5 separate regions of the Mus musculus genome follow, and regions 1, 2, 4 and 5 are each linked to region 3. A link is a contact called in public capture Hi-C and promoter capture Hi-C data. All regions are on one chromosome and are shown on one strand. Each heading gives the region's core, a stretch centred on a gene start, on an enhancer-like site or on the middle of the called end of the contact. The rest is flanking DNA. Distances are from core to core; before and after follow the strand shown.

Region 1 (2,700 bases), core at 166-2,665, 890 kb before region 3:
TTTTTTATTACAGGTTTTCTGACCGTCTTAGCCTTCCTGGTTAAAAAGAGAAAAAAAAGCCATAAATTCAACACTAACATAGAAGACATCACAAATTCTAACAATGAACTTCCTAAGGCTTAAAAAAATCATTTCCCAGCAATCTCAAATACCGCACAGCAAATAACATGTATATAAACAATAAACTGTACTCGAGAAATGTGGTATATGTAATTTAACTCATTAAAATTTCAATTGGGAAAATACACTTTTGATACCATTAGTACTCAGTGGAACTTTTGTTTGTATTTTTTTTAAGTGTTGGAGTGCAAATTCAGAGATTTGCTCATGCTATGTAGGAAGATTAGATTATTCACAATGCTGAAATGTCTTGCTATTTTAAGTAAACAATATAAAAAATTATTTTATTTCAACATTCTCTATCATTTAACTTTTTTTTCCTTTCTCGTTTATAGGCTACAAGAATATTTAACACAAATTAAACCAAAAGACTCGTTTAGACTGTAGATTATTAAAGTACTTTTCTCAATAGAGTCACACGTAAACTAGAAGCAAACCAGAGTCCAGCGATATACTAGGGTAGGTATCCTTAAGTAAATATAAAGACTGACGTTTCCTCATTTTAAAAAGTTCCGTTTTTTTTTTTTTTCGTGTGTGTGCGTGTGAAAGTAACGATTTCTAAAGCCAGCCCTCCTTCGCAGTAAAAGTGTAACCAGGATGTGGCTCTCCTGAAGAGTCTAGGAATACTGAGGAATGTGGGCGTGGGAGATAGAGTAGGCGTGTGGGATGGCCTGGGGACAAAGATAGCGCAAGGTGGCGGAGCTGCAGAAGGACCCTGACCTCAAGGCTAGAACTAGGGAAGGGATGCCGACGGAGCTGTGGAGGCTCAACTCCCCCAAAGTGCCAGCGCGCACCCCGGCTGCGCGCCGCCCGGGGTCCCCAGACCTGCCACCTGCGCAGCGGGCGGGGAGGAAGGAAGCTGGGGAGGGATGGGCAGCCCAAAGGATGGCAACCCGAGGAGGTGGTGGCAGACAGCCCCGGATTCGGAGGCAGCCTTCGCGGGCTCAGAGGACTGGGAGGGCGCCGGCACACCAGGGTCGCCAGCCACCAGAACTCTGCAGTGCGGAGCTTCGGCCTACACTGTACTACGGACTCAGCTCCCGGGCAGTCCCCAGTCTCAGCGTGAGGAGGGCGGCGACCCCCACGCAGTCCTCCCACCAGTACTCACGCTGACTTCATGACCGCAGGCTCCGTGCTATCCTGACGCGCGCGCGGGACGTCGGGCTCCGACAGGAGCAAGGCTGGCGGGAACTAAGCCGAGCAAACCACGGCCGCGGGGACCAGGACTCAATCTGAGGAGAGCCCGGCGGCGACGCTGCAAGCCCAAGTGTGCGCCCGCCCGGCGCATTTCAAACAGGCCAATCAGCGGCCGCCTGCGGCGAAGGGGCGGGGCCTCGGGGAGCGCTGGCACGGCCAGCAGGGGCGCTCGTCTCCTTGGCAACCCAAGGGCGCCAGCCGGAGGCTGAGGAGGGCAGCGCTGGAGAAAAACCTGAGAGGGGAAATCCCGGCCCTTCCGCCCTTCCGTTCTGACGCAGAAGCTGAGATCTCCCAGTCTTTGTCCTGAGAACCTCTAAGGAAGTAAAGCCTTGGTCGGGCATGTTCTAATTTCAGGCTGGCCGCTGGCTACCACATCATCTTATTCATTTTATTGTATTTATATTTTATTTTTACCTTTACTTTTAGTTCTACGTTTACATTTTATCTTACTTTTGATATTTATTTTGAGACGAGAGTATCTTGTATCCCAGGCTGGCCTCACACTTACAGTGAGGACCCCAGAATGATCTTGAAGACTATACCAACTTGGCAGACAACCTGTTGTAAGTTCCTTTCTCTGGATTCTCCAGTTCTCTCTCTCTCTCTCTCTCTCTCTCTCTCTCTCTCTCTGTGTGTGTGTGTGTGTGTGTGTGTGTGTGTGTGTGTGTGTGTGTTTCATGGTGCTAGTGATCAAACCTAGAGCCTCACAATGTTAGGCAAAGGTGATACCACTAAGCCACACATCCTTAACCTTCAAATTCTTGATTTTGATGTTTCCTGGATATACAGAGATGCATAAAATCTACCCACTGCCCTTGTGCAACCACCGTTTACCCTTTGCCTTCTACAAGTTGATTCTTTCTCATTTAATCCCAGCCCCCATGCTGACGATTCCCCAGGGATGTAGCCACACCTGCGTTCTGTGACTCAAGCTCCACTTAGAACTTCCTTTAGGGCCAGCACTGATAAGGATAGCCAGTTTAATATCCATAGTTAATGTCCATATTACTGGACATTAGTCTTTCCAATATTTACTGTTGCAAACTGCTTCGATGAATAAACCTGAAAATGCATCCATGGATAAATTTCCAGAAGCAGATAGAAAGCTACCAGGCTTTGCCACCATCACTTTCCAAAACCGATCCATTTGACTGCACTCTCACCTATAAGTCACAGGTCTGGGAGAGCCCTAGGGTGGGTCATCGCCCTTTGCTTGAGACCCTCAGTGGGGCCCTGAGGCTAGTCTTCCTGTTCAGTTGCGTCACCTCTCACCTGTCCCAAGCCCAACGCTCATGCGTGGAACGTTTCTGCCCCCACACTCGAGTCTCTCTGCTGTCTCTCAGCCTTCCTTTCCTCGGAGAATGCCTCACCTTCTCTGGATCC
Region 2 (2,719 bases), core at 150-2,649, 720 kb before region 3:
GCAGAGTCTTCAAGAACTCTGTAAGATTCAAACCACGGTAAAAACTGATGTACCAGAATTCTCTAAAGAAGCTCAATAGGGCATCATTAACAGGTTGCCAATGACGCTTTTGTAGAAATCTGGACTTGAGACATACATACATAATATGCTACACTTTTGTTTTTAATTACCCCTCTTCCACAAAACCTTTAGAAAGGATGCTTCTTGGCACTACCTAACACCCAGGCAAATTCAGGACAGATTTAACCATGCAAGACCATCAAACACTACCTAAAACAGAAAGCCCAAATCGCACAGCCGCCCTACCCTCAGATCTAAACCCTCACTCAACAGTCAGGTATTCCAGACAACATGCTCAAGTCTGGTATCGCTCCTCTCCTCTCCTCCGGAGATCAGAGCTCCGGCGACACCAGCGCGTCCCCAAAGGTATCCTGGGGCAAAGAAAAGAAAACTGCAGAACAAGCCCACTGTGTCTCCAACTAGGCAACTGCCCCGATCAAGCGTCCAACGAAGAAGCACTGAGTTAAATCTCATCGAGAAAGAGAGAGAGACCAGATCGAGACCGTCAGATACCGAAAGCCACAAGCAGTGCCATGGGGTGGCTCCTGAAACCGGGTCTGGCACCCCTGGAGACCCAGAGACCGCTGAGCCGCGCCCACACGGCAAAATCACCCTCCTTGTCGCCCCGAAAAAGAATGGGGACCATCACGCACAGTTACCGCCCCCCTCTGGGCGAAGCAGAAACCCCAATACAAATGTTGGTCTCCCCATGCACGCTTCCCGCCCCCACCCACACCCACCCAGTCCGTTCCTTCCCGGGAGGGACACGGGCATCGTCTTATCACCCCATGGCGACCTTAAACAAACCCAAGTCTCTGGAACCCTGACATCCTCCTGCTTTACCCCAGGAATGCCAAGCGGACCCCTCTCCGCTCATAGGTCTCCCCGTGCCCTCCGGACAAGGCTAAACTGTATCCCAAGCCCCTCAACTGCACGGGATCGCCAGAAATGGTCTCCAAGTCCCAGAACCGCGCTATGCCAGCACCCGGGCTCTCAGGCAGGACACAGGACGCGCTCCCGCGACCCTAGAGACCCGGGACCGCCTGGGCAGCCACCCACCCCCACTCCAAAGCCAAAGAAGCCCCGAGACCCCAGCCCCCGCCGCGTCACCCAAGATCCCCGCACTCGGAACGCCGCGCATCCCCGGGAGCCGCCCCCGTCGCGAGCCCACTTGCCACGGCCGCCCCTCAGCCACGACACGACGAGCTCCCTCACCTGAGGCGCGTCGGCGGACGAGCGGCCCCCAGAGCCCTGAGGAAAACTGAAGCGAGCGGCAGAGACACGGCGGCCCAGGCCTGCGCTGCCGCAGCTCCAGCCTCTCGGCGAGGAAGCGCTCGTGTGAGGAGAGCCCGCCCGCTCGGCGCGCTACTGGGGAGCCGAGCCGCCGCCGTGCCCGCGGCTCTTCCCGCGAGATCCCAGCCACGGTAAGGGGCGAGGCCATGCCGGGGAGGAGAGGGCGGGACGGAGGCTCTTCGAATGGCAGCTCCGTCAGCCTGTTAGATTCGGTGTAGAAGGCGGGGTCACCAAGAGGAGGGGCCATATTAAGGGGAGGAGCTATGATGAGGGGGCGGAGAGTCCTCGAATGACAGTTCCAAAAAACCAATCAACGGTGGCAGCGCAGAAGGCGGGACTCGCATTCTCCTGTGACCAATTGCAAAAGAGTAGAGCTAATTCTCCCCGCCTATCATCAATAAATTGCGGGCGAAGGTGTTGCTGACCCGATGTCAGTTTGCTACCTGGGCAGTTGCAGAGGTACTTTAGATGACGTGGTTTGGGCAAAGTTTGGTCCTCTTCGGCCGCCGTAGAGACACTTAGCGGAGAAGCTGAACTAAATAGTGCTTAAACCGAAGAGCTGTCCGTGCGTTTTCACTGCTCTCTGAAGTGAACAGGGAGGTCCCATCTGCCAGCCTGAAGACTTACAGCCTCACTTTACTCACTTCGGTCTCCTCCTTTAGTGTAGCTTTCTCCCATTTCGGACTCTCTTCCGTTTTTATTTCAAACGGCGATGATATCGTCACGGGTGCTTTAAGCTCCAACCCAGTTTATCTGGTCCAACAAAGGACCTTTCTAATTCATTTGTGCGTTCTACTTAAAGTCTTCCACAAAGATGAAGAACGAAATCTCAAACGAGTGCTAACCTAACAAACCCGAGAACTTGTATCTTTACAGACCATAGGGCCCAGTAATGTTTAGCACAGGTAGGGTATAGAGCATTCAATAAATCTAAAAGGAAGGAATGGAAACTGTGGTGCTTATCTGTACTGGCTTCAGAAACTGGGCTTTCCTAGCCTTTCCCATTCCCCCCTCACATTTAAGTCCCTTCACTCATTATTATGCCTGCCCTGTAGCTTTCCTTCATCTTCCCCTAGTCTCCCTTGCCCAACACAAAAAGTAGCCTTACTCTTTCTCAAGGTTAACTCCTGCCCTTGTGCACTGGACCTCAGCCAGGCCCAGACTCAGTCAGCTCCCCCACCCCCACCCCCACCCCCATTATCAATTTTTTAGCCCCTTTATCCCCAGAACACACTCATTATCCCCTGTTATTTGAACAGAACACAACTACCCTGCCGGTTCTATCCACTCGAGCTGCCCTGTCCTGAGAATCCCACGTCTTGAGAAAATTAAAGTGTATTGTGGTCCCCACCTTCTCATCCCTTAT
Region 3 (2,700 bases), core at 164-2,663:
CTTGGGTTCTGGATGCCATCTATGTTCCTGCGGCTCAATCTATCTGCCAGGCTCCTACCGACCGACATGGCGTCTGAGCTTCACACCCATGGGTCCAACAGCATCCTGACCCAACCAAAGCTTCGTGGGTCCAAAGATGACGTCTCATTTACCTGTGCTTGCTCCACCCACTTAGATGCAGCGCCTGGTCACATCTAAACTCCTCTCCCCTTACAGCCATGCATCCGAAGAAGATAGCTCCCACACCACTGGGCATGTCTCACCCCCAACCCCCCTTTACTGATACAGTCCAGGACCCTCATTAGAACTTGGTACCCGACAGGCTGCACCTCCTCCATCTCTGGTTCTGCCTCTGGGCTGTGCCTGAAATGCACACATATGCCAGTCTCTTGCCAGGGCCCTTCCTGAGGTTCTCAGGGATTGGGGGCTCCAATCTAAACCCCTCTCTCCCCCATCTCAGCCAGTCTCTCACTCCCCTGAGCAGCGTGGTTCTCACACAACTTTCCACTCCTCCATACCAGCTAGTCTCTGGACAGGGTGTGGGAGGAGGAGGGGTGGGTGTGTGGGGAATTCTGGCCGTTCCCTCTGCCTGGAGCTCTTTCCTGTCTCCAGTTCATACTTCTCTGTCAGCTATCCTTCCTGTGATGCCTGTTTGGCCTTACTGCCTCTATGGCTACACAACCCTCAGAACTTCCTCCACCATTACCAGAAGCTACGAACAGAAGCGCTTCTGAACAGGGCTCATAGGTTCCTGCACAGAACTTACGAGGTTCTTAACACAATTGAATGAGGAAGGGGTGTGTGTCTTTCCCCAACGCCAGGACTGGATTCTGGACCACCTCGTTGTCCTCCAACTAGGAGAGAATTCACTATTCTCTTCACCTATCAAAGCACAGTGGATAGTTTATCGAGCAGTCTTTAATCTGAGGAAGGAGGGCTCAAAGACCCCGGGTCTTCTGATGACCTCACAGCTTGGTCATTCCAGGTCCCCGGTTCACCTTCGTCCAGTACCCTCAAGCCCGGCTAGGCAAGGCTTCCTTCCTGCAGAAATGCAGAGAACCCAGGAAAAAAACAAAAGCAAGCAAACAAACAAACAAACAAGACGCCAGGCTTCCCCACTGGAGTGCAGATTCAACTAAGACCCAAGACCTCTGGGACATAAGTTAGGCCCCTCCTTCTCAAACAAAACACGCCCTCCAGCTGTCTCCCTCCACCTCCGCTCTCTCATTCCTCCTCCCTCCTCCCCACACTCCATCCTCCTCTCCGGTCTTGCCCCAAGCCCCTCCCTATCCTCCTCCCTTCACCAGTTCTCCCCCTGCTCTTTCCTCCAGCTTCTCTCCTCCCTCCTCCCCTCCAGCCTCCAGCTCCTCCCCTCCCCTCCCGCCCGCCCTGGGGCCCCGCGCTCGCTTCCCTCTCTCCCGCCCAGCCTTCCCCGCGTTGGGCGCCGAGGCTCCGCGCGGCCCGCGCAGCCGTCTCTCCTCCCGGAAGGCGAGGCCGAGCGTGGCGGCCATGGAGGCGGCGACGCGGAGGCGGCAGCTCCTCGGAGCGGCGGGCGGCCCCGGTGTCGCGTTCGTGCAGGCCAGGTGCGCGCGGAGCGGGGACAGGGAGGCCGCGAGGGGCCCCAGAGTTTGAGAGACCTCGCCAGGGTTAAGGAAACCGCAGGGATAGGCTACTCGGGGGCCACCCCGGCCAGCCTGGCTGAGTCCCTGTGCCACTTCCAAGTTTTTAGGAACCTCCTGCTCTGGGCAAGACTGTGACTCTGCTCTGAATCCGGTGGCTCAGGGCCCAGGGAAAGTGGGCCGTTAACCGGGGACAGCGTGACTCTCCCATCCTGAATGAGAGACCCCTTCCCTCAGAGGGGAGATGTTTGGGGTTTATCTGGCTCGACAGGGCAGAGCCAGAGGCGCAAAACCCGCCCTTTCATCTTTTCCTCCAGTCTGCCTCCATCCGCTCCACTGACCAAAGCATTCCCGCCTGTCACATGTATTGATTAAACACCTGTCATGTGCCTAGCGTTGTGCCAGATGGCAAACAGGAAAGTCTGAGCCAAAGCAGGTGACAGCTAATTCTGGAGGGCTTTCTGGAGTTGAACAGTACAAGACTCTGCAGAGGACAGACACTTACTGCCGGGCATGGTGGCAATGCTTTTAACCCCATCACTCAGGAGGCAGAGGCAGGTTTCTAGGGGGATGTAATCCAGTTGGTAGTGACTGCATAGCATGCAGGAAGTCGTGGTTCTTCCCAGGCCACAGAAACTGGACATGGTAGACAGTGGAAGGATGTGAGGAAACACAAGGACTATACATACTAGTGTTGGACATGTCACACGTGTAAGAGAAAATCAACGACAGGGGCTGGACCAACTTTAAAGTGCCCTGAATGTCCCAGAGTTGGCCGAGAAGGCCCTAGAGTCTGAAGTTGGAGGAGGCACCTACTCTGGGTGGGGAGGCTGTTCACTTTGAGCAGGAAAGACCCCTTACCTTCCTCACCTGAGTGACCTGGTAAAAATGTATATTCCATATGCCACAGGTACCAAAGAGCCGTGGAGAGATTTGAGCACTCATGTGCACCAGGTGAATTTTAGGAAGTCCCTGGCACTGTTTGGAATGGTGGGGGAAGTTCTGGGAGACTGGGTTGAGGGCAGCCTTTTCATAGTTCCGACTGGGGAGCAATTCTCTGAGCATGTGCTGTGCTGCCTCT
Region 4 (2,741 bases), core at 37-2,536, 920 kb after region 3:
TGCAGGGCCGATGGGAGGCCAGCCCTGGGGTGTTTTGTTATCTGCCTGGAGCTGCCTGCTCCATTCTAGGCACCCGCATACTCTGGATTAAAAAGATCGCAAATCAGCAGGGGTGGGGTGGAAAGAGGGAAAGCCCCTACTTTCTGCCACTTGTTTCTCCCGCTTCAAAGTCGGTGCTCTGCTCTCCAACTAAGTGCGTGCGTGCATGCGTGCACAGGGGGCGGGAGGCTGGCACAACCAAATCTAAAAATACTCAGTAAAAATGCTAATCCCAAAGCAAAGAAAGAGCGAAGAAGGAATCTGTCAATCAACGGGCTCCCGCTCCTCACCCACAGCTGTACCGACTGCATTCCTGTAGACGAGGAAAAGAAGTGGGGGAACAGAGCTGAAGAAAAGAAAGGGACACACGCCACCACCTCCACGAGCGCGGGGCGGGAGGCGGCGGAGGAGGAGGGGCTCGGCCGGCAGAGCCGAACAAAGCGGGGCCTCCACTTGGAGCCCGAAGCCCCGAGAGTTGGGGGGCCAAGCTCAGAAACACCCCTGCTGCCCGGAAGCAGCTGGCGACCCTTGAGGTCTAGAAGCCAAAATGCTGCACGGAAGCCAGGTCTCTGAGGCTAGGCAAATCCGAAGGTTTTGTTTGGGGTCCCTCCACCCACTCCCCGTCCCCTACAGGCGCGCGCACACACGCGCACACGCCCTCCCTCTCCACCCGGGCCGCGCTAGGGGGCTGGGCCAGTGCGCCCCCAGCCGCTCTGGGACCCCACCTGGGGATGGTAATGCACTTGGTGTTCACGTTCTGCGTGGTGATGGCCTTCTCCAGCTCGTCCAACTGCCCCGTCTTCTTGAGCTTCTTCACCAAGCTCTTGACCGCCTTCTCGCACCACTTCTCCTCCTGCCCGTTCTGCTCGCCCTTCTTCCAACCCAGCAGGCGCTTCACGATCGGGGGGGTGAAGGGCAGGATGGACGACATGGCTGGCACCGAAGGGTCACCGGCGCCCCCGGCGGGGCTGGGCGCACTGGGGACGCCGGGGGCGCTCAGAGGCAGCTCGGCCCGCGCCTCGCCCGAACTTCGCTTTTAACTCTGGAGAACTTGCCCGGGCGTCCGGGCCAGGACTGCGGCGCTGCAGCTGCGGGGATCGGGAGCACGGCGGCGCCCGAGCTGCTCCACGCGGACCGACGGACTGACGGGCAGGCCCCGGACGCGCGGGGCGGAGGCGGCGGCCGCGAGACTCCAAGTGGCAGTAGAAAGTTTGGGTTTCCGCACGGGGTAGCTGTTTGGGTGCCGCCTCCGGGAAGGAAAGTCCAACCCCCAGCCAAACTTTGCTGGCCTGGATGGCTTTGGTGCGCAGATCCCTCCGCCTCTGCAGCGCTGCTCCTCCTCCTCCTCCTCCTCTGCGATCGCCGCCTTGCAGGGCCAGCCAGGGCCGAGCAGCCGCGCTACCCGCTCCTCTCCCGCCCGCTCCCAAGTCTACGTTTCACGCAGCTCCGCGTGCAGCCTCCTTCCCAGCGCAGTCGCCGCCCCCTCGCTGCCGGGGCTCCCCGCTCCTCCCCCGCGCCCTGCTCCGGGGAGGACCCGCGGCCTTCCCCGCCCAGCGCCGCCAAGCGCGCCCACGTGGGCCACCGGGTAGGGCGGCCGCCAGCTCTGCCAAGTGCCGAGGGACCGGACTCCTGGGGACTCGCCGCCCCACAGACTCTCAGATACCGTTGCAGGAACTAGAGAGGATTAGACTCACAGGGAACAGGCACTGTCCGTCAAGGGCTGGCTGCACTCCGGAGAGGACTCGGGCGCGGTGAGGGGTTCAGAAAAGCTCCGGGCCCAGGAAGTTGGGGCACGCTGATCTCGCTCAGTGGCCAGAGCTGCTTTAGGTGGTTTTTTGTTTTGTTTTTGTTTTCCTGCTGGGTGAGATCAGAACGGCCGACTGCCTGAGACTGCGGAGGAGGGAGTTGGAAAAGGGGAGAGGGAGACTTAAAAGGAGTTAAGAGACCTCAGTGACAACTTGAACAATAGCTGGAGCCAGGGGTCCCTTGGGCCCAGTGAACCAAGCTTTTTGCAGAAAACGGGCCTCAAAGACATCTGTTGCGTTCCTGAAGGAATGAATGGGGGTGCTTTAGGATTTTTCTTTGGAGGAGGGGAGAGAATTAACATTTCAGGGTGTTACTGAAGTTCCGAAATTCGACACCAAACAAGTAAGAGAGCTTTTGTTTACAAAGCAATGAACTCGCACACACAAAGAGCAAGCCGGAGAGGACTCGAGAAGTTTATTCAAAGTTAGCCTAGGTGGGAAGCCAAGAGAACCTGACTTTGAGTAGCCCTAGGGGCTTTACTGCAGACTAGACGAATTCAGGGCTGGTTGCCCACGGTCCCTCCACGGATTTGGGGCGTTACATTAGACCCTCTGCTCCTTTATCCTGTTTCAGCCTCCCTATCAGGCTAGCCCAGATGCTTAGAGTGTGCTTGGTTTTGCGCACGCGCGAACACACACACACCTATTTCTCTCCCGTGGTGAGAAACAAGTTATTTGCAAACCAAGATCCGGTGCGCTTTACGAAGCCCTATGAAGTGTGGCTCGTCCCACAGAGTCAGCCCTGAAGCTTCAGGGGCCCCCTGCTCTGTCCTCGAGGCTGCCCCACCACCAACCGCCAGCGGCAGCTTGTCAGGGGTTGTGGTTTCCCTCCTTCCACCTCCCTGGTAAGTCCTGAAAGGAAGACCCCTGAGGCTCAGTAGACCTCAGCAAGCCGGT
Region 5 (2,700 bases), core at 26-2,525, 560 kb after region 3:
GTTATTATAAGCAGAAATGCCCATGCTTTATTAAATTGAATGAACTACCAGACTATATGTAACACTAGTACGGCTACACAGAGTTTAGTGTTAATTTTGGATTGAAAAAAAAAAAAAAACTATTTGGAGGGGGAGGGTGAAGGGGATAGGGGATTTTCGGAGGGGAAACTAGGAAAGGGGATAACATTTGAAATGTAAATAAAGAAAATAATCTAATAAAAAAGTTAATAAATCCCTAGACAGCAATATTTAAAAAAAAACTATTTGGATTATACTGGTTCTGCTTCCTTGTATAGAGTTTGAGTGACTGACATCTAAGTTAATATTTTTTTTAGCAGCTATTAATAGGTCCGAAACATCTTGAGGACTTGAATTTTTCCCTAATCTATAAAATGCTGTCACATCTACAATCCGTGATATTGACTCTTCTGCCATTAGACCACAGAACACACACATCTAGCAGGAGGACCGTCAGAATTAGATTATCTTCAGGAATATAGATACTAAAGGATCTTAAAAGACAGCATCTTTTAAGTCTAGCACCTGAGAAAATATGATGTCTGGAGAGAACCTACTGCTTTTAGCAAAACACAATTGCTGAGATTTCACAGAAAGACAAAGAAACTTTAAAAGTCCGTCCAGTTTTTTGTCCTCCAAAGGCTCTTGGTGATGAGCGCGGGAATGACTCTTGCTAAGCAACTTCGGAGCCACTGTCGGGACTCACTCCTCGCTGCCCTGGGCAGGGTTCTCCCGGGTGGACAGTGGCAGGGCACGACCTCAGGGGTGCTGCAAGCAGCCCACCGGGGATGCGAAGGGCCGGCCCTGGAGAGCGAGCAGCGTGCTTGTGGGCCAGCGGCCGCCCTGGGATGGAGGAGTGCCTGGGTCAGACGAGGGCGCCGCCACTCACCCAGGTTGATGACCTTGAGCGCGGTGAAGAAGCGGTCCTGCGGGGCCAGGTCCTGCCAGGGCGCCTTGGAGCAGTGGTACTTGATGAAGGGGAAGCAGCCGGTGCGCAGGACGTGGTAGTTGGCGCCCAGCACCGGCCAATTGAAGTGCGACAGGCCGAACTGGTCGTTGTGGACCGCACTGTAGGGCACGCAGAAGGAAGTCCAGTGCGGCAGCCGCCGCTGCAGCAGGTGCTGCGTCAGCACCTCCGAGGCGCGGGGCTTCGGGCGGGAGGCGGCGCCCGAGGCCCAGGGCCGGCACAGCAGCAGCCGCAGCGTAGCCTCGTGGGCCCTCCGCAGGGCCTCCATGGCCGGGGCACGCCGGGGAGCCGGCCCTGGGCCCCTGGGGCCGGGCCTCTGGGGGCGGGGTCAGGCGAGTGTGCGCATGCGTGTTCCCCTCACCACCCTAGGCCAGGGCGGGGGACACCCAGCGGGCAGCGCGCGGGTGAGAGCGCCTTGAGGTGCGGCGCGTGCGCACAGGACGGGACGGGAGGGCGGAGCGACTGCGCAGATCAGGAAAATTGTCACCTCTGGCCTCAGGTAACCTCGGAGCAGGGAGACAATGTTAAAACAATCCTCCACAGCGACAAACCCGGTCTGGCTGTCAGGCGCTGGGCTCCAGGGAAATCCTCAGGGATGCTGAGGTGCTTGAGGTGTGCACAGGAAAGTGAGCTGACACCAAGGCCTGGCCTTTGCCCGGGCTGGACGCTTGGTGACCTCAGACTGCACGTATGTGCAGATGTCCTCACAGTCGTGTTCACTGTCCAGACTGAATCCTACCTAGATAGTGCAAGATAGGGTCCCAAGCCAGATGTGGCGCTTGCCTGGAATCACAGCCCTGAAAAGGCTGAGATGTGAGGATGGGGAGGTGGAGGCCAGCCTGGGCTACATAGAAGAGCAAGTCTCAACTGCCTCCCTGTCCCCGCACCACCACCCCCAAAACCCGAAAAGCAGTCCTATGTTTTCTCATTTAGTGCCCTAAAGCTCAGAAAAACTTCCCTCCTGAGAACACAGTAAATACTAGGACCGGAATTGGCAGTCACCAACCTTTAACAATCTCAGTTACCCATGAAAGTGTAAGGGAAGCATTTCTCAGACTTTCTGCTAGCATACAACCTCATGTCTAAAGTATCATTACTCTTATATGTCCTCAATTTTTGTGGGGAGAATGAGTAAATAGGATGAGGTTTCTGGAAAGTACCATATGCAAATGAAGTAATTCTCTGTGTTGGAACTATATAACAATTATTTGCTGAAAATTCAAGAAGGATGTAGAATAGTGTGATGTTTAAAGAAGATTTGTTTATTTTGTGTATACAAGTGCTCCATTTTCATGCACACCAGAAGAGGAAATCAGATCCCATTACAGATGGTTGTGAGTCACCATGTGGTAGCTGGGAATTGAACTCAGGTCCTCTGGAAGGGCAGCCAATGCTCTTAACCACTGAGCCATCTCTCCAGCAACATTTTTGTTTTTATAGTCACCAGTTTTGGGTTAGTCAACATTGAGTTCATTCCACAAATATGTTAAATATTTAGGGGGGTTTTGCAGTCATGCAAATAGTTTGAACTTTATAAGATTCTCTATTAGATATCGATTTTTAAAGAAAGATTAGGTGAAGTCATGATATATTTGATATGCAGAATAGCTAGGAGGACTATTGAAGGGAGGTAGGGAGCTGCAGCAGAACTGTCATTTTCAAAGTAAAGTTTTAAAAGCAATGGAGCCCTTTTTCAGACAAAATCTGTCACAGAA

What was found. Promoter capture Hi-C pulls out the DNA fragments that hold promoters and counts their contacts. Capture Hi-C pulls out chosen DNA fragments and counts their contacts.
Region 1: a promoter capture Hi-C map of hippocampal neurons shows a contact between it and region 3, with 2.1 times the contacts expected there. The contact joins the promoter of Kif23 here to the promoter of Cln6 in region 3. A contact is called at or near these places in 1 of 39 promoter capture datasets (hippocampal neurons) and 1 of 115 datasets of contacts at active chromatin or transcription factors (astrocytes).
Region 2: a promoter capture Hi-C map of erythroid cells shows a contact between it and region 3, with 36 times the contacts expected there. The contact joins the promoter of Glce here to the promoter of Cln6 in region 3. A contact is called at or near these places in 5 of 39 promoter capture datasets (the 3T3-L1 cell line, embryonic stem cells, erythroid cells and 2 more).
Region 4: a promoter capture Hi-C map of embryonic stem cells shows a contact between it and region 3, with 4 times the contacts expected there. The contact joins the promoter of Smad3 here to the promoter of Cln6 in region 3. A contact is called at or near these places in 9 of 39 promoter capture datasets (the 3T3-L1 cell line, 3T3-L1-derived adipocytes, the C10 cell line and 6 more), 1 of 484 Hi-C or Micro-C datasets (embryonic stem cells), 10 of 115 datasets of contacts at active chromatin or transcription factors (T-cell acute lymphoblastic leukemia, cardiomyocytes, craniofacial prominence and 5 more) and 1 of 9 other capture datasets (embryonic stem cells).
Region 5: a contact with region 3 is called in a capture Hi-C map of macrophages, with 4 times the contacts expected there. The contact joins the promoter of 2300009A05Rik here to the promoter of Cln6 in region 3. A contact is called at or near these places in 10 of 39 promoter capture datasets (the 3T3-L1 cell line, 3T3-L1-derived adipocytes, embryonic stem cells and 6 more), 1 of 484 Hi-C or Micro-C datasets (embryonic stem cells), 4 of 115 datasets of contacts at active chromatin or transcription factors (extraembryonic endoderm stem cells, kidney, large pre-B cells and 1 more) and 2 of 9 other capture datasets (adipose tissue and macrophages).

What each region holds. Positions count from the first base shown.
Region 1 is chr9:61,945,384-61,948,083 of GRCm38.p6, forward strand. Kif23 (kinesin family member 23) reads right to left here and starts at 1,416. Exons shown (of 23, transcript NM_024245.4): 1 at 1,229-1,416; 2 at 1-36. The coding sequence starts at 1,239.
Region 2 is chr9:62,121,210-62,123,928 of GRCm38.p6, forward strand. It overlaps Glce (glucuronyl C5-epimerase), which reads right to left and starts at 1,400. Exons shown (of 5, transcript NM_033320.5): 1 at 1,276-1,400. Mir5133 (microRNA 5133) reads right to left here and starts at 1,385; the gene lies at 1,309-1,385.
Region 3 is chr9:62,837,372-62,840,071 of GRCm38.p6, forward strand. It overlaps Cln6 (ceroid-lipofuscinosis, neuronal 6), which reads left to right and starts at 1,414. Exons shown (of 7, transcript NM_001033175.3): 1 at 1,414-1,583. The coding sequence starts at 1,510.
Region 4 is chr9:63,756,708-63,759,448 of GRCm38.p6, forward strand. Smad3 (SMAD family member 3) reads right to left here and starts at 1,287. Exons shown (of 9, transcript NM_016769.4): 1 at 765-1,287. The coding sequence starts at 970.
Region 5 is chr9:63,397,969-63,400,668 of GRCm38.p6, forward strand. It overlaps 2300009A05Rik (RIKEN cDNA 2300009A05 gene), which reads right to left and starts at 1,276. Exons shown (of 2, transcript NM_027090.1): 1 at 908-1,276. The coding sequence starts at 1,253. Gm16759 (a long non-coding RNA gene) reads left to right here and starts at 1,349. Exons shown (of 5, transcript XR_003948339.1): 1 at 1,349-1,484.